Linked DNA regions of Mus musculus: regions 1, 2, 3 and 5 are each linked to region 4. The links are chromatin contacts, called in public ChIA-PET and promoter capture Hi-C maps. All regions are on one chromosome and are shown on one strand. Each heading gives the region's core, a stretch centred on a gene start, on an enhancer-like site or on the middle of the called end of the contact. The rest is flanking DNA. Distances are from core to core; before and after follow the strand shown. Region 1 holds the start of Pllp (plasma membrane proteolipid). Region 2 overlaps Rspry1 (ring finger and SPRY domain containing 1). Region 3 holds the start of Drc7 (dynein regulatory complex subunit 7). Region 4 holds the start of Polr2c (polymerase (RNA) II (DNA directed) polypeptide C). Region 5 holds the start of Katnb1 (katanin p80 (WD40-containing) subunit B 1).

Region 1 (6,051 bases), core at 1,395-3,894, 160 kb after region 4:
GTTTGGTCTACAGAGAAAGTTCTAGGACAGCCAGGACTACACTGAGAACCCTTGTCTCAAAAAATAAAAATAAAAATAAAATAAAAATAAAATAAAATAAAATAAAATGTAATAGCTATTAAAAAAAAAGGAAAAAGGAAAAAGAATAGACCCAGGCATGATGCCATACACCTGCAATTCCACTACTTGGATGCTAGAGGCAGAAGTATCAGGAGTTCAAGGGCATTTTCAACTATATAGTGAGTTCAAAGCTAGCTACAGTGTTAGATCTTTCTTAAAAGGAAGGGAGGAAGGGAGGGAGGGAGGGAGGAAGGAAGGAAAGAAAAGGAAGGAAGGAAGGGAGGGAGGGAGGGAAGAAGGAAGGAAGGAAGGAAGGGAGGGAAGAAGGAAGGAAGGAAGGAAGGAAGGAAGGAAGGAAGGAAGAAAGAAAGAAAGAAAGAAAGAAAGAAAGAAAGAAAGAAAGAAAGAAAGAAAGGAAAGGAAAGGAGGAATCTCCAGGTGTGGTAGCTCCCAGAGCTGGAGAGACAGAGACAAGAGCATCCAATCTGCAGCAGACTTGAAGCCAACCCAGGCAACATTGCAAAAACCTCCTGTCTCAAAAAAGCCAAAGGGAACGAGTTATTTGCCATCCCATTGGTCTCCAGGGTAGATTTAGCTGATGCGGCTGGGTGGTCAGGTGTCCCCTTCCTCCCTCGGAGCTCGTGTATGCCCCTCCTGAGCTGCGTCCTCAGTGGAAAAGAGCCACCCTCCCTGATAGACCCTTCCCTTGTGGGCTTCTGAGCAGCTGTACTCTGGCACTAGAACCTCCAGACAAACTTTTAAGAAATAAAAGGGTCACTGGGTGTAGAGCCTTGGGCATGTGGCTCAGTGCTAGTGTGTTTGTTTAGTGTGTTCAAGGCCCTGGGCTCAGTTCTCAGCACAGCGTAAACTGGTGTTTATAGTCTCTGCACTTGGGAGGCAGAAGCAGGGCAGAAATCCATTGTAAGACATATATCAAGTTCTGGGGTTACAGCCGGGCGTGGTGGCGCACACCTTTAATCCCAGCACTTGGGAGGCAGAGCAGGTGGATTTCTGAGTTTGAGGCCAGCCTGGTCTACAGATTGAGTTCTAGGACAGCCAGGGCTATACAGAGAAACCCTGTCTCGAAAAACCAAAAAAAAAAAAAAAAAAAAAAAAAAAGTTCCAGGGTTACATGAGACTTTGTCTTTCAAAAGAAAAAAAGAAGAAGGAATCTTTGCAGAATGTTAGTGATGGGGTGATTGAATAAATACTTAAAATTCCTGATTTGAGGATATTGAACTGTATTATCTGATGGGCAATATAGTCATGACCATATCCTTACAAAAGAGATGAGAGAGAGAGAGAGAGAGAGAGAGAGAGAGAGAGAGAGAGAGAGAGAGAGAGAGAGATATCTTGTGCATAGTAAGAGGAGAGTTGATGATACGAGGAGAGGCAGAGCTAGGTAGGGTACCAGAATCCCCTGCCGGCAGGTCATCTGTAATCCCAGCCTGCAAAGACCTGAGGTACGAGGAATGTCAAAAGCATGAAGTCAGTCTGGATTACAGAGCAATCTCCTGTCTCAAGACAAAAAGTGGGCAAAAGTACCCCAGAGGTTGCCTGAGCTCAGGACACCATGACTGTGTCTCCGTGATGATGCCTTTGCATATCTAGCCTCCATCACTGAGAAGAAACTTTTGTTAGGACCTTGAGCTTGTGATAAGTTGTCACAAGGAGCCATAGGATAGTACAGTCACCTACACAGCTTCTGTGACCTGGTCCTTACCCACTGGGGGTCAGTGTCACCCTCATGTGCTCAGCTCCAGTCCCTTTGGGGACCTGCTTTCTATTTCCCCAACTGCCTAGGTTGGTCCTGCCACTGCGCCTTTGCTCCTCACTTAAATCCTCCCAAGGTTTCCTCCTACTCACAGATTCAGGCCTCTGCACAAATGTCACCACTTCTGACAGGTCTTCCTTGACTAATGTGCTCCTTCCTTTTCTGTCAACTTAATACAAGCTATAGCAATCCAAGAGGAGGGAACCTGGATTGAGAAAATGCCTCTATAAGATCGGGCTCTAGGCAAGCCCTGTAGAGAATTTTCTCAGTGATTGATGGAGGAGGGCCCAGTCCATTGTGAGCGGTGCCATCCCTGGGTCCTGGGTTCTATAAGAAAGCAGGCTGAGCAAGCCAGGGGAAGCAAGCCAGTAAGCAGCACCCCTCCATGGCCTCTGCATCGGCTCCTGCCTCCAGGTCTCTGCCCTGCTTGAGTTCCTGTCCTGATTTCCTTCAGTGATGAGCAATGATATGGAAGCATAAGACAAATAAACCCTTTCTTCCCCAATTTGCTTTTGGTCATGGTTTTCTACCACCGTAATAGAGACCCTAAAACAACCATCTAAAAATCTCCTGGTCACTCTGCCTCGCCCTGTTAGATTCAGTCACAGCAGCAGTTGCCACTACCTGGATTTATTTTTTCCTGCCTGGCTGTCTGTAGATCGGTCTACGGACTTCTTCAAAATCTCTATCCAAACAGGCGAACCCAGGGTTAAGGGGCGGGGCCTCAAGAAGGGGCGGGGCCTCGGGCGGAGCGGGGCTGGGCTTCGCGCACCTGTGAGTTCTGTCTAGGGTACCCAAGCAGCGCCAGCAGCCGGAGCCGCAGTCGCAGCCCCGGAGCAGCGCCGGGAGCGCGGCCAGAGCGTCGTAGGCTCGCGATCGCTATGGCGGAGTTCCCGTCGAAAGTGAGCACGAGGACCAGCAGCCCCGCGCAGGGCGTGGGAGCCTCTGTGTCTGCGCTGCGACCGGATCTGGGCTTCGTGCGCTCCGCTCTTGGGGTGCTCGCGCTTCTGCAGCTGGTGAGCCGGGTAGCTCGGGGACTGGATGGGGGACTCTCCGGGGACCCCCGGGACGCTCACTCCCAAGATCGCCGGGAAGCTTGCACCTGGGGACGCTCGTGTGACATCCCTGCGAGCACAGCATGACTCTTGTGGAGGGGACCATACACACCCTACCCGGGTGGTTACCGTGGCGATACCGTAGCTGAGATAGCTGCGCACAACTGTCCGCCAGTCTGTCCCTTCTCTTCTACCCTTCCCCCTTCCCTCTGGGACCGTGCCCTGGCTTTCTCCGCCGGGCAAAGTCCACTGCCCTCCTCTTCACCCGGCTTTAACCACTAAATGCGACCGCTCTGTAGCCCTCCTGGACAGGGCAGAACACCACATCAGTGGCTCTGACACGCGCGCTCCCACCAGGGCACCTACCCAGGGTCTGCTGGTCGAATCTCCTTCCTTGGGCTGTGGAGATTCGCAGAGGCAAGAAACCACGTGTCTGCCATCCCCCGTACTCTGTGCAGGTCCCAGCTGAAGATCCTAGAGTTGCCCGTTCCCATTGGGTGCATTCTGAGATGTCAGCTGTCTTTTCATAGTCCCCTCCTGCGAGGGTCTGGAGGCCTGTGGCTGCCCCTAGGGAACGGTCTCCATTAACTGAGAGGTCCGCTGGTAGAGGAATAGGGTAGCACCGCAGGTGGGCATGCATCTGTTTCTGTCATCATCCCTCCAGTGGGCACCTCGAGCCAGGCTGCCAGGCCGGGCTGGGGAGTCGGGAGGCTTTCCTGGGCCATCTCCACCTAGGGCATACATACTATCTTGGTTTCGAGATTTCTGATCTTCCTTGGTGAGCCTTCGCCCTTCCCCCTTCCCCCTTCCCCCTTCCCCCTCCGTCTCCTCCCTGGGTTTGTTTAAAATTCAGATTCTTGGGCCCCAACCCCGGAAAAAATGTGAAACTGCTCTTTGAATCTCCAAAAGCGCAGCAAGAAATTTGCATTTTAATGTCTTCTCCTGGAGTGGTTTTGGGTACTGTTTGGTTTTGATGAGATCAGGGAGGGTAGCATGAGGCTCTCTTCTGGGACCAATTTAACTCTGCCGCGCAGACACTGCCGACCCTGGAGTGTTGGGCTCTTGGTGATTGCCTTGTTTGTTTTATTTATTTTGTTTGATTCAATTTGTTTCTGTTTTTTTGAGACAAGAGTCGCATATAGCCCAGATTGGTCTTGAATTCCCTCTTAGCCACAGCTGGCTTCCAATTCCTTGTGTAGCGGAGGCTAGCCTTGGACTAGACCTTCCCCAAGTGTTGTAATTACTTTCTGACACCACCACTCCAGGGGTTTTTCTGGTCTCTTTGAACCTCACACCTGAGAGTCAGCTTTGGGCTGGGGGAGGAGTTAAACGGTTTGTGAAAGGGACAGAGAGGAGAGAGGTCTAGGAAGGAGTTACGGGGAGGCTAGAAGGGTAGTTTTTGAGCTAAGCCTTTGCAGGGAGTGGTGTGGGGACAGCAGACACTGTAGTGCACAGGCTGAGCGGGAGTTGTAGCATCGTTTCTGGTCTGGCTAGGAGCCCAGCATCGTAAGCATCTAGGGCCAGAACTGGGGTCCTGGTTGTGTTGGTGGTCTTGGTAGGTTCTGGAGCATGAAGACATCAGGGTGTGAAATGATAGATCCCTTTTACTCTTTTCCTCCTTCCCTAGATTCGTTCCAAAGAACTCACTTGGAGACTATGCCAGCCGCTGCTTCCTAAGATGTTTCTGTGGCAACCTACTACTCCACTGGGGCCGAGGGGGGAGGGTGGGCAGACAGGTACCATACTTGCTGGAAAGCCACAACAGCACACTGGAGGCTGGTTGTTCTAGACCTTTTGACTAGGTGGGTTTAGTTTGTTTGTTTTAGTTGTTGTTTGTTTGTTTGTTTTGTGGGGTTTTTTGGTTTTTTGGTTTTTTTGAGGGGGGGTTTGTTTGTTTGAAAGACAGGGTCTCTCAACATAGCTTTGGCTTCCTGGGGAGCTGTTTTCTGACTCCTCCTCGGCCTCTACTCTTTATGTTGGTTTGCTCTTACATTGTGGGGTGTGGCACATCAGAGCAAGTGGAAGAGGCTCCATGCCTAGTGCCTGCCCCTGGGGATCAAGGAAGGCTGCTTGGAGGAGGCAGTAGCTGAGGAGATGGAGGTCTTTGCTGGCCAGGTTGCTCTGTCTACTAGGGTATAGAGGGCCCTGCAGCGATGGAAAGATGGATGAGAAGCAAGGCCAAACTTCTGGAGCAAAGCACTGCTCTTCATCTAGCATGGTAGTTCATCTACAGAACCTGACATCTACAGACATCTGATGGCTTTTACTACTCCATAACTGCCCATACCCATCTAGCTCCAGAAAGGATACTGGATGGTGCTATTAATTGTTAATACAGAAGAGTCAGTGTATTTCTAAAGCCTGACTTGAGAGAACTTTTAAAGAGACATCGCCTAGCAGGAAACCTGCAAGTTTAAAATGTTGGCTCAAGGCTGAGCTTCCTGGTAACATAAACAAAAAAAGAAACATGAATCTTCATAGCTATCGTCTAAACAGGCAGGCAAGTTTGACCTAGAGACAATTCTTTTGCTTCATGTTACAGTTCTTTGTGAAGCAAGGGAATGGAAGGTGCTGCCGGTGTGGCTGACAGGGACCCGTGGTACATCCTAATGAGTTTAGAAAAACTTTGAAGAACGTGGGGGATGAAGTACCCACCTTTTCCTTTTCTTTCTTTTTGTTTTTGTTTTTGAGATAGGATTTCCCTGTGTAGCCCTACCTGTTCTGAAACTTGCTCTGCAGACCAGGCTGGCCTCCAGAAATACTCCTGTCTCTGTGTTCCAAGTGCTGGGATTGAAGGTGTTCACCAGCACTGCCCGGCTGAAGTGCCCATATTTTTGGCTACTTTTTAACACAATCCTCTCCCCAGCTTTGGGACAAAGGATGATCTTACCTGGGACTTACTGATAAGCACAGAAACACTTGAGCAAAGTCACATGGTTGGGGGTGGGGGGAGGACAAGCAAAGCTACTGCCCACAGGTAGGATTTGCACTCAAATCTGACTGTTTGAAGTCTAGCTCCATCCATGTTTCCTGCTGCCTTTATATGGGATTCTGGGGTTCCTAGATGGCCTTACAAGAGAAGGATGACCTCTTCAGGAAGGGAGACTCGGCCGAGACTTTAGAGGAGGGCTTCTTGGAAGAGGTGAGCTCTTAAGAGTCTGT
Region 2 (5,645 bases), core at 894-3,393, 220 kb after region 4:
TCCTTCCAGGGATAACATAGCCAAAGAACTGTAGCTACTGTCTGGCAATCTCAATGCTATTTTTTAAAGATTTATTTATTTATTTATTATTTTGTTTTGTTTTGTTTTTGAGACACAGTCTCTCTATGTAGCTCTGGCTGTTCTGAAACTCACTGTATAGACCAGGCTGGCCTTGAACTTAGAGAGTAACTTGAGTTTGTATACTGAGTCCTGGGATTAAAGACATGCATCATAACATCCAGCTTAAGATTATTTTCTTTTTGGTTTTTCGAGACAGGGTTTCCCTGTGTAGCCCTGGATGTCCTGGAACTCACTGTGTAGACCAGGCTGGCCTCGAACTCAGAAATCCACCTGCCTCTGCCTCCCGAGTGCTGGGATTAAAGGCATGTGCCACCACCGCTCGGCCTCAAAGTCCAGTCTCTTGAAGAGCATCAAGTGCCCTTAATCATCTCTCTAAACTCAACACATCACTCCATTATGTTTTAAAATTTTGTGTGTGTTGTTTATGTACGTGTTTATGCCTGTGAATATATGCACACATGTGAGGCATGCATGGAAGCCAGAAGAGGGTACTGTGTCTACAAAATTCCTTTGGCAGGATCACTTCTTGAACTGGGGGCTTGCATTTTCTTGACTGGGCTGGAAGCCAGCCAGCCTGAGCAATCCTCTTGTCTTTGTCTTTGCCTCAGAGCTGAGGTTACTGGTACGCATAGGATGCCTGGCTTCTTACTAAGTGTTGGGATCCAAACTCAGGTCTTCATGATTGCATAGCAAGTACTCTAATTGCTAAGCCTTCTCTCCAACTCCCATTACTAAAGTTTTAGTTATGAAAGTAGTGATAATCACCATGCTTGGAATCTTAGCTGAGAACAATCTTTAGTTTTGTTCTTGATATATTTAGCTGGTCTTAAAACAAGAAAGTGTGTACATTTGATGGAGTTCAAAGTGCAGGCTCATTTTTTTAATAACCAACAAAGATCATTAGTGCAAGAAGTCACTATACCTACTTGTCTGGGCAAACTTTTCCAGTGCAATCAGTGCAAAAAGCATGACTGTGGGGTGGGACTGTAACTTCTGAAAGACAACAAAAGATAAAAACAAAAGTTACCCCCTGCAGAGGCAGTACGGTATCAATTTCATGTTCTATTTAATAGATGGCAGTCTATATATTTGGAACAGCAGAAAAGTCGCTTTTATTCAAACTCTCACTTGGCCATTTGGCTAATGGAGAATCAAGAGAAGAGTCTCTTAATCTATTTTTTTAAGTCATTAATTGGTAGATATGGATATTTCAGCAGTATCACATTGTGTTAGGGCTTTGTTAACTAAAACACCATTGATGCTTACATTCATTAAAACAAGCCAAAAAGAAAACTAGAATTGTATCTAAAAATGACCTTTAGAACCCTGAAAAGAATAATAGCAGCTCCAGGTTTATAAATAATGACATTATCAATGAACATCTTAGTTTTTGTTTTTGTTTTGTTTTGTTTTGTTTTTGAGACACGGTCTACTATATAGCTCTGGTTGTCCTAGAACTTGCTATGTATACCAGGCTGGCGTGAAACTCATAGCTAGGATTAAAGTCAGGTGCTGCCATGACCAGTAACATCTTAGTTTTAATCTAGTTCCTGCAGGAAATTCTACAGGAGCTCGTGATGACAGGAGAGTGACAAGTGCTCTTGACTTATATTTGAGTTTACAGCATGTGTGTTTGCACTTAAAGAAAGGCCTACATGTTTAGTATCTCCTCTTCTTGCCGTCCCCTAGCTATGCTGGGAGCCTCCAGAGAATTCTGGAACCCCAGTGTATTCCCATGCATTTCTGTGGTGCCTGCCTAAGTTCAGCAAAGCGCATAGAACCACTGTTCTCCCTGCTATAAAGCCTCTTTAGCATCTTTACCCTTGCCACATCCTGCCTGCTTTATCAGTTTCAAACCTTTCTACCTGGATATCCCTGTTCATGTCCTCCTGTCTGTGAACACTGCCTTCTCTGATCAGATAACTCTTTTACTAGGCTTCTATCTATGCTGCTTTAGCCAAGAAACTCACTGTGAGTTTCTAATCTTAGCCTTGTGTCATGAGCTAGCTAAGTAGGCCCCACCTTCATCAGGAAGTCTGTCTTTCATGATTACCACAGGTCCCTTGTCACCCAATCACATCCACTCCCCCACCCCTCTTCATCTTCTCAAAACTCTTATAGTGCTCAGCCTGGAGGAAGTAATTTTGCTCTTGATCACATCCTGTCATAAAGTAGAAGTTAACTGTTGTTTGAATGGTTCTATTCCTTTACCCTATAGTGACCTCTGTGATGGGGAAATGACTGTCCTACTACTTTGTATCTCCGAGTGCTCACTCAGAACATTGTAAGGGTTACTTTAAGTACATATTGTGTAGGCTAATTTATTTATAAATAAACTAGACAAATTAAGTCTTTTAGACTAAATGGGGTTTTGGTTTTTTTTTTTTAAAGAGTTTTTGTTTATTTGTTTTTGTTTTCCAAGACTGGATTTCTCCGTGTAGCTCTGGCTATCCTAGAACTTACTCTGGAGTTCCAGGCTGTGTAGACCAGGCTGATCTTGAACTCAAGAGATCCACTAGCTGCTGCTTTCTAAGTGCTGGAACTAAAGGTGCATGCCACCACCACCCAGCTTAGACTAGAGTTTTAAAAAAAGGCTAATTCTTACTAGGCTTGCAAAAAATAACCTAGAAAACACAGGCTAGTCAAAACTGCTGTCAAGTGCTGTGAGTGATAAGAAGACAGCTTCAGCAAACCACAGACCTCATGGTGATACATCAAACAGTTTACCAATGGCAGTTTTAATTGTGGTAGCAGGAAAGGCAAAGGTGGGTGAATATAGATTCATACACACTGCTGGTAACCTGGACTGCTGTTGGAATGCTGTAATTTTGTTTCCACTGTGTGTGTGTGTGTGTGTGTGTGTGTGTGTGTGTGTGTGTGTGTGTGTGTCTGTCTGTCTCTGTGTGTGTGTGTGATGTGTGCGTGAGGGCACTCTCACACATGAACCCAACCTGGGGTGTTCTCCATTATTGTTTGGTAGATTGTAAGGACACCTAAAAAGTCCAAAAGTCCTAGCAGCTATCTTATGACTAAATTTAAAACTAGAGCAACTCATAAATTTTTACCCCCTCCGTGTTATGTGTCTTCTTTCTTTCTGTCTCTAAACATAGGCGGTGTTAAATAAAAACCCAGCAAAACCTGTACATAAAGTTTAAAACTGATCCTATCCTCTGCATCAGGGACTATGCTATAACTTGAGAAAAACATACAATTCTATATAAATGAGAATAATCAGCTTTGATGTCTTACTTACCAGACACTGTAGCAAATATTCCAGTATTCCTGGGCTAAGTAAACCTATGCTTGCAGGACCTAAACAAACACAGCAAACACTGGACATGATTAAAAGTGTCATGCTATTTTAAATTGGTAACTAGTGACAACCAAATTGAGTTCCATTCTCTGACACACATTACCAAGGCTTCCTTTCTCAGGTTGTTCCTACTACCATCATCTTTTCAGTGTAGCAACTGAGTTCACCATAAAGAGACTAGCTAGGTCAGGCTCCTAGAGAGCCATAATAGTCTGGACCAGCACCCATGTGTTCTGATTTTGAATTCATCATTCTTTTACTATATATAAAGTAACTGGCTGAGATATTTTCATGCAATTTGCTGTTCATAGTCCTAAAGTGGACAATATTAATTATTAGAAATACATATAATAATTATTTATTATTCTAAATTTAGCCTTTCCCCTGTCTTAAGCAAATCAATACAACAAATTTATCTTAAATTTCTCTGAAAAAGAATCAACAAAGCTAAATTAGATTACACTTAACTGAAACTGAGTCTTTTGAGTAATTGTCTTCCTTTTAGTCCATTTCTGTTCATTCCTTTTTTGTTTGTTTTGAAAAAGGGTCCCCCACAGTTTGGTTTGGTTTTGTTTTTAGGCCAAGAGGTTTATTGGGGAAGGAGGAGAGTGAATGGCAGACTTGAAGTGAAAGACATGAGAGAGAAAGAGAGGCAGAGACACAGACAGAGAGCCAGAGAGACCAAACAAGAGAGAGGGAGAACAGAAAGGAAAGAGCTCCCCACAGTTTTGACTGGCCTCTAACATACTTACTGTGTGGGGTGGGGACTTGAACTTTTAACCCTCTTGTCTTAAAGTGCTGTGGTTATAGGCTTGTGCCACCATATTCAGCTTCTTTCCTTCTTTCTGCTCTAACAGGTTTGGTCAACGGTCTGTAGTGCAGTTGTCTCAATGTCAAACCAGAAAGCATGTGCTGGAGTTACCTGCTAGTTTCTCAGCCAAACAGCCCAAGACTGCGGATGTATTCCTATGTTTGGCAGGGTGGCCTGAGTCCTGGCATGCTACCTCTCCATTTAAATTGAGAATTTCGGTCAATTTCTGGAGTGCATCCTATTAAAAAAGTTGGAAATAGATTTGGTGAATATATACTCTGCAGGTTATTTTCCCAAAAGAATTCCTGGAAACAAAGCTATAAAAAGGTATTCAATAAACTTAGAATGATCCCATAAAATTATTTCATTAATAATGATATTATTATTAATAGGAAGTATCTGATAAACCTTAAGTTTTCTCAATGCCAGATTCCATTTCATTCAAAATGTACCAGTTATAGCCAATACATATTTCATACTTTTGTTTTTTGAGATAGAGTCTTGATATATACAGTTATACATGTAGCTGTATTTACCAAGGCTATCCTGGAACTATGTAGCCTAGGTTGGCCTTGAATTGTAGCAATCCTCCTGCCTCAGCCTCCAGAGTGCTGGAATTACAGGTATGTAACATCAAGTCAATTTTAATACATACATATGTGAATCATTAACCAGACTAAACCCATTCAAATTTCAAACATTAAGCACAATAACTTGGTCATGGTAGAACATACCTAAAATGTCTGAACTCAGGAGGCTGAGGGCATGAAAATTGTAAAGTCAAGGCTAAACTGGGTTACACAAGGCTATGTTACACAGTAAAACCCTGTCTCAAAAAGAAACCACACACTGAATCTTACTTAAAACAACAAACCCTAAAAGATAAACCAAAATATCTTATGACCTAATAATGTGGAAATAAAAAGTTACTCCCCCACCCCCAAGTCAAGGGCTTAGTCTAGCCCAGGTTGGCATACAGTCCAGGCTGGTCCTGAGCTTATACAATCCTCTACATCAGCTTTGCAAATGCTGGCACTGTAGGCATTGAGCCACCATACCCATTTTTTCTTTTAAGACAGGGTTCCATGTAGTCGAGGCTGCCTTAAACTTGCAATGTAACCAAAGCACCAAGACTTGCTATAGACTCCGGTATTCCTGCTTCTACCTGCTGAGTGCTGGGATTACAGGCATATACGACCTACCATGCTTGGCTTACAAAAAGCTGTATCAAGCAAGAACAAATCCCAACAATTTTTGAGGCAAATTAAAGATGATTAAGTTAGGTAATGCCCAAGCTGATAATGACTAGGCTAAAGATATTTCTCTCTGTTCATGTTTTTCTATCATAGAGTATCTGAAACTTCAACATACAAATAAAAGCTATCAGAATTCACATTTTTAAAAGTATGTATGGGTGTTATAGTACGTGCTTTTAATCCC
Region 3 (5,822 bases), core at 3,150-5,649, 200 kb before region 4:
GAGGACAGAGAAATCACCAAAGGTTTGCAATAGGGAGTCTGGAGCAACAGCGGATGCACGGTGATGGGGCAGGAACCCATAAGTATAAGGACAGCCTGCATGGGGACCTGCTTCTCTGAGGATGGCTAGGGCAGACACTCAGTCCTCACTTCTCTAAGGTGGCCAGGGCAGAGACCCAGTTCTTGCTTTCTCTAAGGATAGTCAGAGCAGTGCCCTGATCTCCTAAGATGGATGGGCAGTCCCAGGACTGTGCATTCTTTGGGCTGCCAACATTGGGCATACCTCTTTGGCCTTCACAGTGAGCGGACACACTTCCCTTGTCAGGTCCATGAGGCACAGGTCCAGTGAGCCATAGCCATTGACGCAGTAGGCATCATAGCCGGAGCCAATCAACATGGAGCAGAGCAGGGTGCTGAAGTCAAAGCAGTTTCCCTTCTGGCACTTGAGCACGGTGGTCGAGGAATATAAGTGCGTGGGCTGAACACAGCACACCTGTCAGCTCCATAGATCCCCTTGCCACCCACCATCAGTCGCCTCCCACTTGTAGGGGCAGGGCCCCTGTTGCATCCAGAGCCTCTTGAGGATGTGCCACAAACAGACCCACATAACCTGTATGTGTCTGCTGTTTTAAGGAACTGGTGGGCTCGCCTCATCCTCTATCAACGACTGCTTATTTACCACTCTTTCCTGTCTCCACCCCATTCTCAGTGAAAAGCAGACTAAACCTTTTAGAAGCCCAAAGATGGGGTTGAAAGCTATAGACAGCTTGGTATCCTCCAGCTCTTTGCTGTCCCTCCTGAAACTGAGGCAGAATCCAGCAGGGGAGAGACCAGGCTTGCTATGTACCCTTGGGTCAGTGGTTGTCCTCTCTCGTTTTCCCCTACGGGTGTCGCAAAAGGCTGGAGCCTGGCTGACCTTCTAGCACCCAGGCTCACCTTAAGCCCCTGGGCTTGCTCTATGTAATCAGCGAATAGCACTTACCGGCTTGAGGGGATCAACCAGTGGGACCATGGTGAGGAAGTCAGATACAAACTGGGCGCAGCTGTCCCAGTTGTAGAGTTCAGGGTAGGGCATCAGTGTGGGCCTCAGGGTGGTGCTCACGAACTTCTGCAAGTGAGAGAGCTTGCCAGGGACCCCATATAGCAGGGACCTGTGAGGGTTCATGCCTGGCTGGTCCAACCTCCTTTCTTGAATTCTCAGGGGGACCCTGGAGAGACCTGGTTCACAGGGCCTCAGGGTGTTGGAGCAGTCTCTTGCTGGGAAGGACTGGCATTGGCCCGTGGAGGAGGCAATGGCAGAGAGGCACCCATTCACATCACTCCGCGGGAATAATACTAGCTTGTTCTGCATCTGGGCTGGAAGGACAGGGGAAAAGCCCCTTCCTTTCGAGCCCAGAAGGCCAAGTATGATGGCTATTCCTGGTTGTCGACTTGACTATATTTGGAATGAACTACAATCCAGAAATGTGATCCAGATCTTGAGGCATAGAGACCACTGAAAGCTGAGACCCAGGCAGGGTAGTATATGCCTTTAATCCCAGAAGACAGGCAAGCAGATCTCTGAGTTCAAGGCCAGCCTGGGACAAAACAAGTTCCAAGTCCAGGTGTGGTAGTACACACCTTTAATCTGGGCCACAGCTGGAGGCCTACATTAGGACAATGGAAGAGTTCTTTCTTCTTAGCCTGCTTGCACTTACTTGCCAGCTCCTCTGTTGGAACCTACTTCTTCAGGACTCCAGCTTATACAGAAGACTGGCGGAAACACCCAGCCTCATGGGACTGAGCAACTACTAGATTCTTTGACTGCCCATTCACAGCTGCCCATTGTTGAGTTAGTTAGACTGCAGTCTATAAGTCATTCCAATAAATTTCCTTACGATATGAGATATTCCATAAGTTCTGTGACTCTAGAGAACCCTGACTGAGACACTAAGTGAATTGTCTAAGCTCACTCAATAAGAAAGGGCTAAAGGACACAGATCTCCAACCAGGACAAGGTCTTTTCAGAGACCTACAGAGGTTCTGGACAGAGGTAACTAGTGACCAGGGTGGTCTCCAGTAGCAGGTACTGACCCCTCAAGGGAAGAGCAAAGCAATAGGAAAAAGATGAGCAGAGCAGGCCTACCCTCCACATGGCCCCAGGTAGCTCCCTGAGCCTCAGTTTTCCCCATCTGTGGCTACCCTATACATAGGCACAGTCTCCTAGAATATGTTAGTAATCAACACGGAGAGCAACCTCTAGTTCAAGATCATCCTGGGCTACATAGTAGCCACTTTAACTCAAGACTAAAAAGGCTGGAGATGCAGCTCAATGGCAGGGCACTAGCCTAAACTATGTGTCAGGCCCTTGTAATCAACACTGAAAGCCACAGCTAGTTCAAGGGCATCCTGGGCTACATAGTAACACCTCACCTTAACTCAAGACTGAAAAGGCTGGAGATACAGTGCAGTGGCAGGGTGCTAGGCTACTATGTGTCAGGCCCTGGGCTCATCTACAGCTTCCAATCAGAGCTTCAGATCTCAGGCCTGCAACCCCCCCCCCCCCACCCACCCAGGAGTCTGTATGTCTCTCCAGCCCCTGACAGGCCAGAGCTGATTCACAGGGACTTCTACAGGACAGCTGGGATTTGACCCAGAGACCACCACGTAGAACTGGGTATGCCTCACCCCATTCCCCACCCTCACCCCGCTCCTGCTCAGGCCCTGCCCTCCAAGCCCCAGGCTTACAGGCACATTGCACTCATTTAACGGGTGCAAGAAGAGAGGCACGCGGTCTGGACACAGGTGGCTGTACTGGCGGGAGAAGTTGTCTGCCACCAGCAGCAGGTGCTCCTCCTTCAATGAGTTGGTGGTATAGGAAGGAGGCAGCTTGGTGACATCAACAGGGGCCTGGCTTATGACCCTGTGTCCAAGGAAAGATAACAATAATCTAAGAGAGGCCATGCTTGGCACACCCAGAAATCCCCTAAAATGCCTGAGCTGTCTTTGCCTTATCTTCATTTGATTTTCACAACTCCATGGAGACTGCCACTACTTATATTTTCACTCTTACACAGACAAAGTAATGGAGGCTGCAAAAGGTTGACGGCCTTCCCCCCACCCCCGTACCCCTCATCCCCACACACCCCAGTCACACAACTGGGGCAAGGTGAGCAGTCTGGGAGTAGAACCTCAAACTGAATCACATCCCTCTATGACCCCCGCTCCCAGCCCAGATGCTACCAATCCTGCCTTGGTCCTTTCTGACCGCCAGCGCTGGGCTGGGAAAGCCCCAGTCCGGACACTCACGAGTGATCAGCTTGGGTAGGGATCTCGATGGCCATCAGCTTCCCCTCCAGGTCTCGAAGCTCATCCTGGCTCAGGATGGTCCCCTCTCTGCTCACTTCGGCGGACTTTGTCACCCTCTCCAGCTTCTCAGTCCGTTCGGCCCTCTCGGCTGCTTCTTCACGCTCAGCCTCCTCCTCCTCCTCCACTTTCTCTCTCAGGACCTCCATCCTGACAGCTAGAGATGAGGAAAAAGCAAAGACGCTCAAAATGGCCGTTGTCCGACAGGAAGAAGTCACCGAGACCACTCGTACATGCTGAGTGGTCCCAGGTACATTCCTCATGGAGGAGGAGCAACATCCCTTGGAAGCATCCCTTCCACCAGCCAGGAACAGACCTCCAACCTAGCAGCATGGTCTGGTTTTTAAAGCCCTTTGCTGCCTCTTAGGTACAGGGAGATAACCAAGAAGTGGGTTATATTTTTATTAATAAAGTTATACTTTTATTTCACAGCTCACTAGAAACCTATTGTGTGGTAAACACAAAAATGATATCCCTCATCCTTAACAGACTGATGTAGTTAGTCCTATGAGTCCCATTCTACAGGTGAGAAGAGCAAGGACTAGAGAGCCTAAGAGAATCATCGGAGTTACATACAGCAGAGAGCAGATCTTTGACTGGAACCCATGGATTTCTGCCTTTGAAACCCATGTAAGAGGGGAGCTATGGAAGGGAAAGGGGTGGGAGATGGGGGGTGGGGAGCAAGGAAAGAAACATGACAGAAAGATCAAGGTGTCAGGGGGCAGGCCAGCTCTAGCTGGGGCTCAAGGTCACAAATTAGGCCATCAAAGTGGGTCTGGGTCCAGACCTGCAACATTAACACCCCCCCCCCCATACAGGCTACCTCCTCAGCTACTGAGGGACCCATAGTGTCCTACCAGAGCCTCTTCCCAGCAGCCTTCTCCTCTCCACAAAACAGCCCTTCCCGACAGGTCAGGGCTAGGAGACCCCAGGAAGGAATACTTTGCTTCTCTGGGCCCTCCCTCCCTATCTCAAGCAGGTCCAGCCATGCCCAGTTTCCAGTTCCCTCCTTACCCTCCAAGAACAGCCTTACTGTTACTTGTCTCTATGGTAACAGCGGAGGGCAGGCCCTGGGAGAGGAGGCTTCTGGGAAATGTAGTTTCTTGTGATTGCTTAGGTTCCAGTTTTCCTCCTCCTCCACCACCACCACCACCACCACCACCATAGTGTGCTGGATGGTAGAGTAAGAGAATACAAGAGATGGTCACCAAGCTTTTAGCAATTATTGTGAACCAGTTGTCAAATGCAGCATTATTAAATGATTAAAAACCTCCAGAGAATTATTGCTCCCGATACATGAGCGAGGCAACATATAAAAGTGTTTATTGGGACTTAAGGTTCCAGAGGGTTAGAATCCATGATCATCATGTCAGCAAGCATGGCAGCAGACTGGCTGGTATGGTGCCGGAGCATAAGCTGAAAATTTACATCCCAATCTACAGGCACCAGGTCGGGGGTTGTGGGTGTAGCTAACTGAGAACGTATGAACTTTGGAAAGCGCAAAGCCCAGCCCCAGTGACACACCTCTTCCAGTGAAGCCACGCCTCCTCCAGAGAAACCACTCCTCCCACTCCTTCTAATCAGTTCCACCAATGGGGGACCACCAAACATTCGAATATATGAGCCTATGGGAGTCATGTCCTTCAAACCACTGCATGAAGTACTTACAATAAAAACAAAAGCAGTAGATGCTGAAAGCCCATCACTTCCCAGCTATCTGGCTACTTCCTGAAGTGGAAACTTAAGGGTTCTTTGGGAAGTCAGTTGTGTTGGATGGTGTTTTGCTGGGGCAAACAGGTGAAAGAAAGTTTAGCTGACACAGGAGAAAGGATATTCTGCTAAAGCAAGCCCATGAAAGGACTCGCGATGAAGGATTCTTCACTAGTGACATGCATGTATTGGTCCACCTTACATTGTGTAGTTGAGCTGCATTTGTTAGGACTCTATAGAGAGAAACGCACCAAAAAACCCTTCTGGTGGTGTGCTTCTTGACGCTTCCTCCGTCTCGGGCTGATTGGCAGAGTGAAATCAGCTGAGTCGCACTCACGTGCTGAGGCAAGATCAGTGAAGGACATGTGATGTTTGGAGGGAGTATAAATAGGACCTAACAGACTGTGATGAAGGCAGAGCTTGGCTTTCTTATAGAGCTGGCTGTGCAATGCTTGTTGGTCTCACATCTTTGCTGATCCTTACTTTGCTGAGAGAGGCACAACTGAGAAATTTTCCTGGTGTTCCTGCTGGTCCTGGTCCCTCCTGCTGACTTGTGCCGAGGCTGAGGCCTGGCACCAATGCTGCTAACCCAACTCTTTGGAACTGGACAGCTGATATTTCCATGGAGTGTTTTTGAGTGGACTGTGCTGCTGCTGCTGCTGCTGCTGCTGCTGCTGCTGCCCTGTGAGCTGAAGTGCCAATTTCCAGACAACACAGACAGGAGTTGCTCCATTTCTAGACAGGTCCGCTTCCCCTGTAGCCTTTCTT
Region 4 (5,789 bases), core at 854-3,353:
AGAGACACAATTTTAAAAACTTAAAAGTCAGGGAAAACATCACAACAGCAAAACATCCCAAGTTTCAGGGCCCACACCTCGTTTGTGATATAACCAGATAGCCCACTTGGAATTTCAGTGTTCCTCTCATCAGTAGATGTTCACTGGACAGCTTCACCAGGGAAAGCCCACTAACAATAGAACCCAATCCCCCCCCAGGCACTGCTGGGCAAATGGGGCTGTAGCATACAGATGCTGCACTTAAGCATGTGTCTAGTCACCCATCAGCAAACACCTGCATGTAAACAATAATGTTCAGAAATCAGTGGTGTTGGAAACCCAGTTCTCAAGGAGCTGATGTAGGCCAGGAAGAGGCCGGAAGACCAGCTGAGGATAGGCCCAACCTGCCCTTCACCGCAGTGCTTCCTCAACTCAAGCAAGGACCAAGCTTCCTGATGATTTACTTCTGGGGCCCATTGAATGCCCTTAATCTACTTCCACCATTCCCATTCCCCGACCCCTGGTGGGAATTCCCCATCTCAGAAAACCTCGAGTGTCCATGTTTACAAACGCTCCACTCCCTTTTGGCCTCCTTCCTCTCTCAAAACAAACAAACAAACAAACGATAAAACTGGTCAGATTCTCCTGAAGGTGTCATATTTTGCCTTGTTATGTTTGCTCATGTCTTGTCTCTAACTGAAAACGTACATGATTTACATATGCAGCAGAAATAAGAAATTCATTTTTAAAAAGACACCAGGATGGATTTAAAAAAACAAAAAACCGAAGTCTGTCTGTCTGTCTGTCTCTCTCTCACACACACACACACACACACACACACACTTCAACAATAAGGAACAAAAGTATGTTGTTTGTTAAAGAAAATCTTAAGCCGGGCAGTGGTGGTGCACGCCTTTAATCCCAGCTCTTGGGAGGCAGAGGCAGAGGCAGGCAGATTTCTGAGTTCCAGGCCAGCCTGGTCTACAAAGTGAGTTCCAGGACAGCCAGGGCTACACAGAGAAACCCTGTCTTGAAAAACAAACAAACAAACAAAATTAGAAAATCTTTATAACACATGCTTTCTCTCATGTGGAATCTCTCTCTTTTTCTCTTTCTCTCTTTAATAAAGAGAAAGTTCGGAGCCTGCAAGATGTGCAAGATACTTTTTGTTGTCAAGCCTTAAGGAGTTCAATCCTGGGCCCCATATGGTGGGAGAAGAGAATCCCTCCTACAAGCTGTACTCTGACCTCTACACATGAACTCCGGTACTCGAGCCCAGAGATAGACACATATATGTAAATAAAGGTTTTCAAAAAGATAGGGGGAGACGACAAGAAAGTATAGCAGGGTACTATCTGGAAGGATGGGAGAGACCAGGTACACTCTGTGTGTGTAGATTTCAAACTACATAACGAAGCCCATGATTTTGTAAAATCAGCATATATGTTCAAAAGACACCAGCCAGTAGCGAACACTGACGTCAAAGCAAAAGCGCATCATCTACACTACTTCGGCAATCGCTGCATCACCTGCTAACGACGCCTAGCATCTACACCGCCCGGATGAGGAGGCTGCAGCCCTCCGCTGTTTAACAGTGCTTGGTTTTGATTTCTGTTGCTTTGGGGTAGACGAACAGTACTGGGAAACCCGCAGCTGAGCAAGGCACGCACCAAGGCGGGCCTAGGCTGCCCCAGCCCAGCGTACAGCACCGCAGTGTTCTCAGCCCCCACCCCGGGCGGAGGGTGGGCGGCACGGGCTCCCAGGGACGGTCGCTTACCTATTATGGGCACCTCTGCGATGAAGACCCTCCGAATGGAATTGGCCACCCTACAGGAGGAAAGACAGGCGGTGTGAGCGGCCCCGAAGCCACAGCCCCGGGGTCAGGAGCTCGAGGACCCGGCCGCCCGCCCGCCTCTCCCCTCGCCGCCTTACGCCAGGTCCGTGTTCTCGATAATGAACTTGACGTTCTCTTCGGTGAGTTCCGTGATCCGCACTGTTGGCTGGTTGGCGTACGGCATCGCGACCCTCCGCCAGGCTCCCGCGCCAGCCGCACAGCGCGCCTGCGCGGCCACCAGCAGTTTGTCGGCGGGGCAATCGGCGCTTCCGGCTAGTCGCGGGCGCAGCGCCACCTGCTGACCGGAGGCCGGAACTCTCCTGGCCTGTGTTTTCTAACCACACCGGCGCCAAAATGCATTGGTCCTATACTCTTGAAATCCCCAAGATATACAGCACAAAAATTAAATGTACAGGGTCATTCATGCCAACGTTATTTATAACTGCTAAAAATAACGCATTAGGCAATGATCGATAGAGACTTGGTTAAACTTACATACGGGGCTGGAGATACGGCATTGGGGATAAGAGCACTGGCTGTTCTTATGTAAGACTTGGATTGTATTCCCAGCACCCATATGATGCCTAACATCTTTAGCTTCAGTTTCTGAGGAAACTCTCTCCTGGTATCTGAGGGCACCAGGTATTCACATGGTGCACAAATATACATGCAAGCAAAACATCCTTATACATAAAAATAATTTTTAAAATACATAGGAATACAATGAAACCTTAAAAAAAACCATTAAAAAGTTGTACATCTATACATGAACAAAATGGCTAGGGAGGTGACTCAAGCATGCAAGACGACTGATAGGTTATTTCTCTGCTGGTAAAATGAGCCAATTCAAGACAGATTAGAATATATTAAAAGGCAGGTTTATTGGGAAGCTGCTCTCAGGTGAGTTCACTGGCCTTAAGAACAGAGGCCGGGGAACCGCCATGGGAAGGGCAGAGAGGGAGAAGAGAAAGGGCCTGGGGCAGGGGGAGGGAGATAGATCGATCCAGAGAGCAAGAGCAAAATGTCTGGATTCTATAGGGAAGAACCTCTTGGGGAAGGGCAGCCCAGCCTCTGGGCTGGAAAGTTCAGGGTGGAGGCAGAGCATGCCAGGTGGGGACTGAAGGATGCTGGGAGAACCTGGAGGCCAGGTCTGCTTTGACGGGTAAAATATGCACCTCAGTCACTTGTTCCAGGGTGCGAAGCCAAACCCTGATGTGCAAGGACACAAGGTCAAATTCTCAGAACACCTGTAAAGAGGCATGGTAATGCAAGAGTCTAATCTTAGGCTCCTGTGAGTAGGAAGATGGAGAGAAGAATCCCCTGGATGCTCTCAGGACAGTTAGATAACACACAAAGAAGCAAACAAGAGACCCACATCCGAGCTAATGTCAGAGAGAGTACTGTAATGCATACACAAGAAAAACAAAACCCATGTTTTTTTGTTTGTTTGTTTTTGTTTTTGTTTTTCAAGACAGGGTTTCTCTGTATAGCTCTGGCTGTCCTGGAACTCACTTTGTAGACCAGGCTGGCCTCGAACTCAGAAATCCGCCTGCCTCTGCCTCTGCCTCCCAAGTGCTGGGATTAAAGGTGTGTGCCACCACGCCTGGCTTTTTTTAAAATTTTTTTTTAAATGTATTTCTATTTTATATGTGTATGTATGTAATGGTACCAATACATCACGTGTGTGGAAGGATGCCAGGCCTGACTGCAAGTGCTCTTACCCACTGAGCCACCTCAAAGGTCCCCAACGTATACTCAACAATGTCCATATGTGTTAGACGATACACACTTTCCCTTCTACTCTTGATCGTGTGATGTTCTTCTGAAGTAGATACAATGCTCTCCACTTCTACAGATCTGTGTAGTTGCAGCTGAGGAGTTTAAATGGGCCTCTAAAAAGTGGCAGCTGTTCACACAGAGAAAAGAGGCCCTTAAACGGAACCCTGAAGGAACTACATTTAGAGGGCAGAGTTACCAGAGAATAAAGAGTTGCTGTAACAAGGAGTCACATTTCTTCCTGAGGGAGAGAGAAAAGCATTGACAGAGGGGGGCCTGGTCTACAGCACACACCATCCCTGTGAATCATGAATCACACTTGTCTGCTGAGAGGGATGCTATAGAGGATAGAGAAAAGATGAAGTGTAATTATGTGGCAGTAACTCTATGGAATGTCGAGAGGCATTAAAAAGAAAAAATCAGAGGTACAGAAAGAGCCTGACAGAAAGCCCTGTGGACAAGATCTGGAACTCAACTCTCCCCATCAGCTGATTTAAACAGAAAGACAGTGATTTGTACAGAAGACCGTGCTAACCATGGGCACAAAGGAAACGGCGCCAGTGTAGAGGCTGGAAGACTAATGAAAGCTAAGGACTGCCTGCAAGTAGTCAGAGACTAGGAGCAGACAAGAAGTGCATGGCCTGGGATTACTCTCATTTGACTGTGCCCAAAGATGCAAGGCTGTCATGGTGGCCCCGTAGGTGTGAGGATACTTAGATACTCGACATTGTCTAGATGGACATAGATGTGGGAAGCCACATACGCCATTACAAGATGGCACTGGCTACCGCTGTTAAGTTCGGGTAAACAACCAATGTGCGCATGTGCATAAGGGTTTCGTGCCACGTCACAGCCCATCCCGGGGAATGTAAATGAGGTACTGAAAGCACAACCAATCAGGTATACACACGCCACTCCTACGCCTATACAAGCAGCGCCAGTTCTGGGGCTCAGGGTCTTTCGCCTTCTCTATCAAGCTCTCCCAATAAACGTGTGCAGAAGAATCCTGTTGTGGCGTCTTCCTTGCTGGCAAGTCAGGCGTCCACACATAGACAAAACAACAAGAAATTGTTTCAAACATATTTATTATTTTTACAGATTCTAAATACACTAATGATCCTGAAGTGCATGCTGGTGTCTGTGATGCCAGGCTCAGCACAACTGTCCAAAAGGCACCTGCCTAGGGGAGGCAGCTTTCTGAGGGGATCCAGAGACAATGGCCAGTGGCAAATGTTTGTGAGCACTGTCTGCCCTGTGCTGGGGAAGAGCTCCCACTATGTGTTGCCTCCGGACCTTGGTTGTGAGCCCCTAAGAATATTTCTCAGGGGATTTTGACAGGATCACACTCTGTAGCTCAAGCAGGCTTGTAATTCTCTACAAAGACAAGCCTGCCTCTGATCTCTCAATCCTGCTGTAGCAGTCTCCTGAGTGCTGAGAATACAGACGTAGGTCACCATGCCCAGCTCCTAGAGAGCAATTCTATGGTCAAGACATGATCAAGATGCCTGTGACACCATGGCAGAGTCATGCCAAGGTTTTGTGGTTTGAAACCTTGGATGTGAGTCTCAGTTTTCAAACACACAGCTGCAATGCAAAAGGCATCAGGAGGCCAGGCCTGGCATTAGGAACTGAAGAAGTGGCCCAGTCCCAGGTCAGAACGGCAGCAAGTGCATTGTGATTTCCAGCCTTGTGGCTGTCATACGACTCCAAGTTCTTCAGTGTGTTCTCATTAACATCCTGTTCAATGGGTGGCCCATCTTGTCAAAGCCCTTCATATCTACTGCTGCTCCTCCCAGGCACATGGTTCCCTTCTCTCACCGACGCTGGTTTAGACCCGTCAGGTTCTTGAGCTAACACAGGAACAGAATTAAAGAGAGTGGTGAGGCCTGCCTTATCTCCAAGACTACAATGGGAAACCCTGGGGTGTTCAAGGTGTTCAGCAGGTATAGCTAGGACACAGACTGAAGCATACTGGGGGCCCAGAGGCAGAGGCAGTCTTCTTTAGGGGTTGGGGAGAGCTTGCCATTTGGCCAAGCTGGCCTGGAACTTTTTATCCTTCCACCTTAGCATAATGAGTGATGGAATACAGGTGTGCCCTGCCCTGCCTCACCCTACTCTAGCAATTGCTTCTTGATGACAACAGGGAAGAGCTGGGGCATTCGAGAAGATACTGAGGATAAACCAAGGTCAGTTTTATTCA
Region 5 (5,868 bases), core at 1,204-3,703, 220 kb before region 4:
AATAATGTTTAGGAATGTGAAAGAGCCAGGTGCCAGGCAGTGGTGATGCACACCTTTAATCCCAGCACTCGGGAGGCAGAGGCAGGCAGATTTCTGAGTTCGAGGCCAGCCTGGTCCACAGAGTGAGTTCCAGGACAGCCAGGGCTACACAGAGAAACCCTGTCTCGAAAAAAAAAGAAAAGAAAAAGAAAAACAAACAAACAAATAAACAAAAAAACAAAATGAAAGAGCCAGGCATTGTGGCACAGTCCTTTAATCCCAGCACACAGGAGGCAGAAGAACATGTCCCAAGCCAGCAAAGGCTACAGGGATGCCCTATCTCAACAAAGGAAAAGAATCTAAGAGAGTTTAGGCTAAAGAATTCTGAACTATTTTTGCTTGATTTCACTTCAGAGCCCTGCCAGCATCTTTGGGCAACCTCCCCTCCATCCACATCCCAAGATCCTTGCATCTGATGGAGGAAAAGGGACCTGGGACATGTCTGGGGTTCTTGGACCGCCTTTCAGCCTTCCTCGCAACACTCCGCTCTTCAGCTTGACCAGACAGATCTCACCTGAATCTCAGAGCAAGTACCAAGCACAGCTGTGCTTATCTTGCTGTATGGAAGGGTTGCTTAATCACCTGCCCAATGTGATTGACATCTTTGTCTACCTGAAAACAAGGACTGTGAGTCTCTCTTGTGCCAGGGAGAGGAGACAGAGCTGAAGGCTAAGACTACTCAGCTTACAAAACAACAGGGTGATAAATGAAAAGTACTCACGCAACTTCCAGGCTGTCTTGGTGACCACAGGGGTGGCCATGCTTCAGGGGGTGGCGCCTGAGACCCCACCCACAAAACAGATTGTGCTTTCTCTGTGGGGTGGGGGTGGATCCCCCCCAGATCCGACAATCAAGTTGGCAGGGAGTTCCCACACATCCAGGCAGAGAGTCCGCCTCTCCTGGCCCAGGACTGCCTGGTGGTTTAGATCATCCGCTATCAAGCAGCAGCCTGGACACATAGGTCGGGATCCCAGATCATGGAATGTCAGGCTTGGACCATCTCAGCTCAACACTGGGCTAGAATGCAAGCAGAGGCGATGGTGGGTTAGGAACTGCTTGAGACGAGTTACAAGTCCCTGGGTCATCAAGGCCACTTGATACAGACTAGCCAGAGCCTCCAGGGCCTGGAGCTGCAGTGCACACTGGGTCTGAAAACCTGTGACTTAAGAGCCCAAAGATAAAAGACCTTCCCTAGGTAGCTGGGCCTGGTGGCTCACGCCTTTAACCCCAGCACTCAGGAGGCCAGCTAGAAGTAGGCAGATCTCTGTCAGTTCCTATCTCAAAGAAAAGAAGGAAGGAAGGAAGGAAGGACAGACTGACATAGGTAGGTGGAGAGGGGATGGAGAGACTGACTTCTCAGGGGCCTACAGTAATGCTCCTGGATGCTGGGTGTCCTAACTTGCCAACCCAGCACCTGCTATGGGGCAGAGAGGATCACATAACTGCAGTCCACTTGGATTTGCACCCCATGTATTGGATGGGGCACTGGAGTCTGAGGTTATGTTTTGGTGCCCATGAGAGGCATCCAAAAGGCAGAGAGACAGAGAGATACACGGAGACGAACAGAGAGACTGAGAGATAGGCAGACGTTCAGAGAGAGAGAGAGAGAGAGAGAGAGAGAGAGAGAGAGAGAGAGAGAACAGTAAAGGCCTTGGGAGGGGGTGATGTTGAGAGGATTCTGAGGGTCCAATCTTCTTGCTTCCTCCATCACCAACTCCCTGGTAAGGGAACCACGCCCACTCCCTGCAACTCTCAAGGGCATAGCTAGGAATTGAGTCTCCAGTCTAGGTGTGAGTCGGAATGACTCCTCAATTCTAAAAGGCCACAGCGTGGATGGAGCCTTCCACCGCCGCCACGGCCCTTCGCCTCTTGCCCAGGAGCTCTCTCGCTGGATTCTCTTTCTCCTGTTGCCTATGCTCCCGTTCTGGCACATCTTGAGCTTCCTTAGTTGGCCATGCTTCGCCAGACCCTCTTTACTTCTCTTGCCCCGCTGCTATCAGAATCCCCCATTCATTCGCTCTCCTGTTTCTGGAGCCCCGACTCAATACGATCCTCCGCACACCCTCAGCTCTGCTTCCGGCCCACCAGCTTTCCCTCTCCGGCCTCCACACACCCGTCCTGCTCGTTCATCCCAAACCTGCCACCGGTCCCTCAGCTTCGCTTGACCCTCCTCCCGTCTGCCTTGAGGGGCACTGGCTCCAGCCTGTCCTGGCCGAGAGCCTCCTGCCGGCGACCGGACTGTCCCCTCCAGGCTCGGCGAAGACTAGAGCCATTTTCCCTTTGCCTCCAAGACCCCGAGAGCCACTCTACCTGCAGCTGTAGCTCTGGAGGCCAAGGCTTCCCTCCAGGCGCGACCCCCACTTGCCTCCATCCTTTGCCCTGATTGGTCGCTGCTTGACAACCGACCCTCACAACAAAACCTCCGGCCTAGAGTCCCTCCCACTTCACTTCTTACACCAATCAGTCGCCACGGACGCCCCGCCTTCCTCTAGAATTGACCAATGGAAGCAAGCGCTTCCGCCGATTTACGTAACTACCCGCCTCCTTTCCCCGACTCAGACTAATCACGAGAAAGAAGCGCTTACGGACCGCCCTTAGGTCCCAGAAGAACCAATACAGGCTTCTGCGTTCTTAGTCCCGCCCCCAGTCAGGCTTGGTTTTTTCCGCCCTTTTCCTGCATTTCCTGGAACCCGGTTGTGTTTAAAAAATCCGCGAGCTGCACCCGATGGCGGCTGCGCCAATCACTTCAGCAACAGCTCTGGATTGACCAATAAACGTTAGTGTTATTGGAGAACCAGCTCTGAGATAGCCAATGGAAAGGGGACTTCTAGAGTGGTATGAAGTTGCAGATCTTCCATATTGAAACAGGGCTGCCAGGACCCCGCCCTCAGACTGTGAGTGTCGCCCGCGTAGTGGGAGGACTTGGCTCTTACTTGGATCCACACGTCTCCTGGAGTTCGCTGACCTCGAGGGAAACAGAGCTTAGTTACAGTGGGGTCGATGTCGAGCCCAGGAGTTCGTCCCTAAGATCACAGTAGCACAGTGGGATGAGTTAGGCTTGTGTCTGCTCGCCTGCGTGCGGAAGTAAAACTACGGAACCGGAGAAAGGCTAATATCTGTGACAGGACAGACAGGTTGGGATGGGGACAGGCTACATAACCCACCATGAGTTCGGGTCCCCCCCTTACTGAGAAACTCGGTCCCAGCCCTTTGCAGAAATAACCTCCAACTCTGGTCTATCCTACACTCACTCCCCTCTGGTCGGGGCTGCTGCATCTGGCGTTCTCCTCTACACAGTCCGGAACGGGAGGAATTTCCCATTTCTAGACGAGGAAACAGATGCTGTGGTGAAAAAGACCAGACATTTGGAAGATCGGACCCAGGACTTAAACTTTTGTTCTTAAAGGCAAGGCACACAAAGTCCCTATTAAATGCAAAACCTTTACGGGAACAAAAGTCACCCACCAGCCTAATGGGAAGTCGGCCCTGCGTAGAAATGGGTAATTATTAAGAGACCTGGATTTGGAGAATAACATTTGATCAAAACTTTGTACTTTGCTGTTCCCGCAACTTTTTATTTAAAAAAAAAAGTCAAATTCTTCATTTTGACACATTTTGCCTTATCTGCTTTGTTTATACAATTATATGTACATTACAGATCCTAAGACATTTCAGTCATGGCAACACTGAGCCTGAAGATCGTTAAGGGCCCTTAGTCACATAACCAATGTCACCACCCCTGAAATAACTTCATTCTCTAACATGCAGACTATATTAAAATGACTGTCACCATCCCCAATACACATAACTTATAAGCAGGAACAAGACTGGGGATGTAGCTCAGTGATAAGAGAGTCTTGACTGGTATGTAGGAGGCACTAGGTTCAATCCCCAGCACTGGAAATACAAACTACCTAGGACCAAGAGAAATGGCAAGGCTCAGTGGCTAAGAGTGATTGCAGTGCAAGAATGAAGACCTGAGTTCAAATCCTCACGACCCATGTAAAAATCTGGGCATGGTGCATGTGTGCTTATAAGGAGCAGTGTTATAGGGAGCAGAAACAAGAGGATTACTAAGATTGTTGGTTGTCATCCTAACTACGGGTTCAGTGAGAGACCCTGACTCGAGGGAATAAGGTGAAGAATGTCAGAGGACAATGCATAGTGATACAATGGGACATGTGTACACACACACCACACATGTGGGGGGCGGGGCACAGTATCTTTATAGGAACCAGACAAGATTCTGCACTCTTGGCATACTTGACTCTTCTAAGATCATCCTATTTCTGTCTCTTGGATCTCCCACTACCCTTCCTCTCTCTCTTCTCTCCTCCCTCTGTATCAGGGTCTCACTTTGTAGATCAGGCTGGCCTTGGACTGACAGAGATGAAGAGCTGGCATTAAAGGCATGGGCTACCACATGAGCATGCACCCCTGGCTTTAACCATGGGTTTGGAACTATGCATTAAAGCTTACTGGGCTCATCTTTGAGTGAAAACAATGACTGCCCCGCAACCGGAATTCAGCAGCAGCCAGTAATTCAACAAGAAGAGAGCCCCAGGAGTCCCTCCCTGATACATGATTGCCTAACCACTGGCCCAGGTAGTACAGGCAACCACAGCCGCTGTGAGACCTGTCTTGAGTGTGTCATGCCCTGGAGAAGATTACAGGCAAGGTCTTCTTTTCTTCTTCTTCTTCTCCTTCTTCTTCTTCTTTCCTTCTTTTCTTCTTCTTTTCTTTTCTTTTCTTTTCTTTTCTCTTCTTCTTCTTCTTCTTCTTCTTCTTCTTCTTCTTCTTCTTCTTCTTCTTCTTCTTCTTCTTCTCTCCTCCTCCTTCCCCTCCTCTTCCTCTTCCTCCTCCTCCTTCTTGTTTTAATTATTTATGTGTATATGAATACACTGTTGCTGTCTTCAGACACACCCGAAGAGGGCATCTTATTACAGATGGTTGTGAGCCACCATGTGGTTGCTGGGAATTGAACTCAGGACCTCTGGATGAGCAGTCAGTGCCATCTCTCCAGTCCCTTTTATTTTTTGTTTATTTTTTTTTTTAAACAGAGCTTCATGTGACCCATGTAGTTGAAACAGATTCCTTATGTAGATGAGACAGATCTTAAACTCTGATCCTCCTGCTTAGATTACAGGCATGGGCTACTATACCCAGTTTTCTCTGCTTTTTAAGTCTTACTTCAGGAAACATGGATAGCCCCATTTCACAGGTGGTAAATGAAAGAGGAACTTGGATTCTGTCTCTTGTCCTCTAATATCAAGCCGCCTGGTCCTGGGGTGTGTTCCTTAGCTAAGCCGCTCTCACTTTAGGAGCTGCTCCACCATCAACACATTGAGCTCTCAGCAGATCTTGGCAGGTGACCATGGAACCATCTGGAGAGCCAACACTTGATAATCCAGAAGAGAAGATGACAGAAAAAGATTTAGGGTGGTGTAGATTGGAGCTTGTAAACACTGAAGTATAAATGGCAAACAGGAAATGCATTTATTTGAGGGAGGCTATGAGGGATAGGGAGGTAGTGTGGCAGCGAGGCTAGTATAGGATCATAGTGGTTGGGGAGAAGGGAGAGACTCCATTCTCTGGCAGGGTCTGCCGTAGTTCCAGGAGGGGCCATCAAACAAAGACTTTTACGAAGTCTATTAAGCGTGGGTCTTTGTAGAGCTTTTCCTCCAGCGCCAGGTACTTCAGTGGAGCCAGCTCTTTGTGCCTGAGCAGAGGGAGGGAGGAGAAGGTGAGGGATATCCAAGCTATCAGAGTGCTCCCAGGAGTCCTCCCGGCTCTGCCCCTTACCGATTGAGCCGCTGTTCCAAGATTCGG

What was found. Promoter capture Hi-C pulls out the DNA fragments that hold promoters and counts their contacts. ChIA-PET counts read pairs in DNA pulled down with a chosen protein or histone mark. Capture Hi-C pulls out chosen DNA fragments and counts their contacts.
Region 1: a contact with region 4 is called in a promoter capture Hi-C map of liver. The contact joins the promoter of Pllp here to the promoter of Polr2c in region 4. A contact is called at or near these places in 17 of 39 promoter capture datasets (the 3T3-L1 cell line, the C10 cell line, cranial neural crest and 9 more), 4 of 15 datasets of contacts at CTCF or cohesin (the NIH/3T3 cell line, embryonic stem cells and pro-B cells), 7 of 484 Hi-C or Micro-C datasets (CD4 T cells, the HL-1 cell line, bone marrow-derived macrophages and 2 more), 17 of 115 datasets of contacts at active chromatin or transcription factors (the 230-238 cell line, the HPC-7 cell line, the NIH/3T3 cell line and 10 more) and 4 of 9 other capture datasets (adipose tissue, embryonic stem cells, liver and 1 more).
Region 2: an RNA polymerase II ChIA-PET map of memory CD8 T cells shows a contact between it and region 4, with 20 read pairs. The contact joins the enhancer-like site here to the promoter of Polr2c in region 4. A contact is called at or near these places in 6 of 39 promoter capture datasets (the 3T3-L1 cell line, 3T3-L1-derived adipocytes, cranial neural crest and 2 more), 1 of 115 datasets of contacts at active chromatin or transcription factors (memory CD8 T cells) and 3 of 9 other capture datasets (adipose tissue, liver and pancreatic islet).
Region 3: a contact with region 4 is called in a promoter capture Hi-C map of adipose tissue. The contact joins the promoter of Drc7 here to the promoter of Polr2c in region 4. A contact is called at or near these places in 2 of 115 datasets of contacts at active chromatin or transcription factors (embryonic stem cells and microglia) and 2 of 9 other capture datasets (adipose tissue and liver).
Region 5: an RNA polymerase II ChIA-PET map of memory CD8 T cells shows a contact between it and region 4, with 102 read pairs. The contact joins the promoter of Katnb1 here to the promoter of Polr2c in region 4. A contact is called at or near these places in 4 of 39 promoter capture datasets (embryonic stem cells, hippocampal neurons, liver and 1 more), 3 of 484 Hi-C or Micro-C datasets (CD4 T cells, CD8 T cells and urothelial organoids), 2 of 115 datasets of contacts at active chromatin or transcription factors (bone marrow-derived macrophages and memory CD8 T cells) and 3 of 9 other capture datasets (adipose tissue, liver and pancreatic islet).

What each region holds. Positions count from the first base shown.
Region 1 is chr8:94,692,835-94,698,885 of GRCm38.p6, reverse strand. It overlaps Pllp (plasma membrane proteolipid), which reads left to right and starts at 2,644. Exons shown (of 4, transcript NM_026385.4): 1 at 2,644-2,850. The coding sequence starts at 2,716.
Region 2 is chr8:94,630,854-94,636,498 of GRCm38.p6, reverse strand. Rspry1 (ring finger and SPRY domain containing 1) reads right to left here. Exons shown (of 15, transcript NM_026274.4): 5 at 4,317-4,443; 6 at 3,335-3,393; 7 at 1,008-1,074. Among named protein-coding and RNA genes, the nearest start is that of Rspry1, 32 kb to the right of the region's middle. Within about 2 kb of position 2,143, at least 78 of the 459 cell types and tissues checked have an H3K27ac peak or open chromatin away from gene starts, as enhancers often do. A contact at or near this core is called in memory CD8 T cells, where this site is marked.
Region 3 is chr8:95,053,680-95,059,501 of GRCm38.p6, reverse strand. Drc7 (dynein regulatory complex subunit 7) reads right to left here and starts at 4,399. Exons shown (of 18, transcript NM_001042715.3): 1 at 4,359-4,399; 2 at 3,288-3,501; 3 at 2,727-2,901; 4 at 982-1,107; 5 at 283-477. The coding sequence starts at 3,493.
Region 4 is chr8:94,853,764-94,859,552 of GRCm38.p6, reverse strand. Polr2c (polymerase (RNA) II (DNA directed) polypeptide C) reads right to left here and starts at 2,103. Exons shown (of 9, transcript NM_009090.5): 1 at 1,912-2,103; 2 at 1,757-1,806. The coding sequence starts at 1,997. Coq9 (coenzyme Q9) reads right to left here. Exons shown (of 9, transcript NM_026452.3): 9 at 4,658-5,439. The coding sequence ends at 5,404.
Region 5 is chr8:95,077,786-95,083,653 of GRCm38.p6, reverse strand. Katnb1 (katanin p80 (WD40-containing) subunit B 1) reads right to left here and starts at 2,453. Exons shown (of 20, transcript NM_028805.2): 1 at 2,350-2,453; 2 at 761-1,056. The coding sequence starts at 800. Drc7 (dynein regulatory complex subunit 7) reads right to left here. Exons shown (of 18, transcript NM_001042715.3): 17 at 5,842-5,868; 18 at 5,513-5,758. The coding sequence ends at 5,665.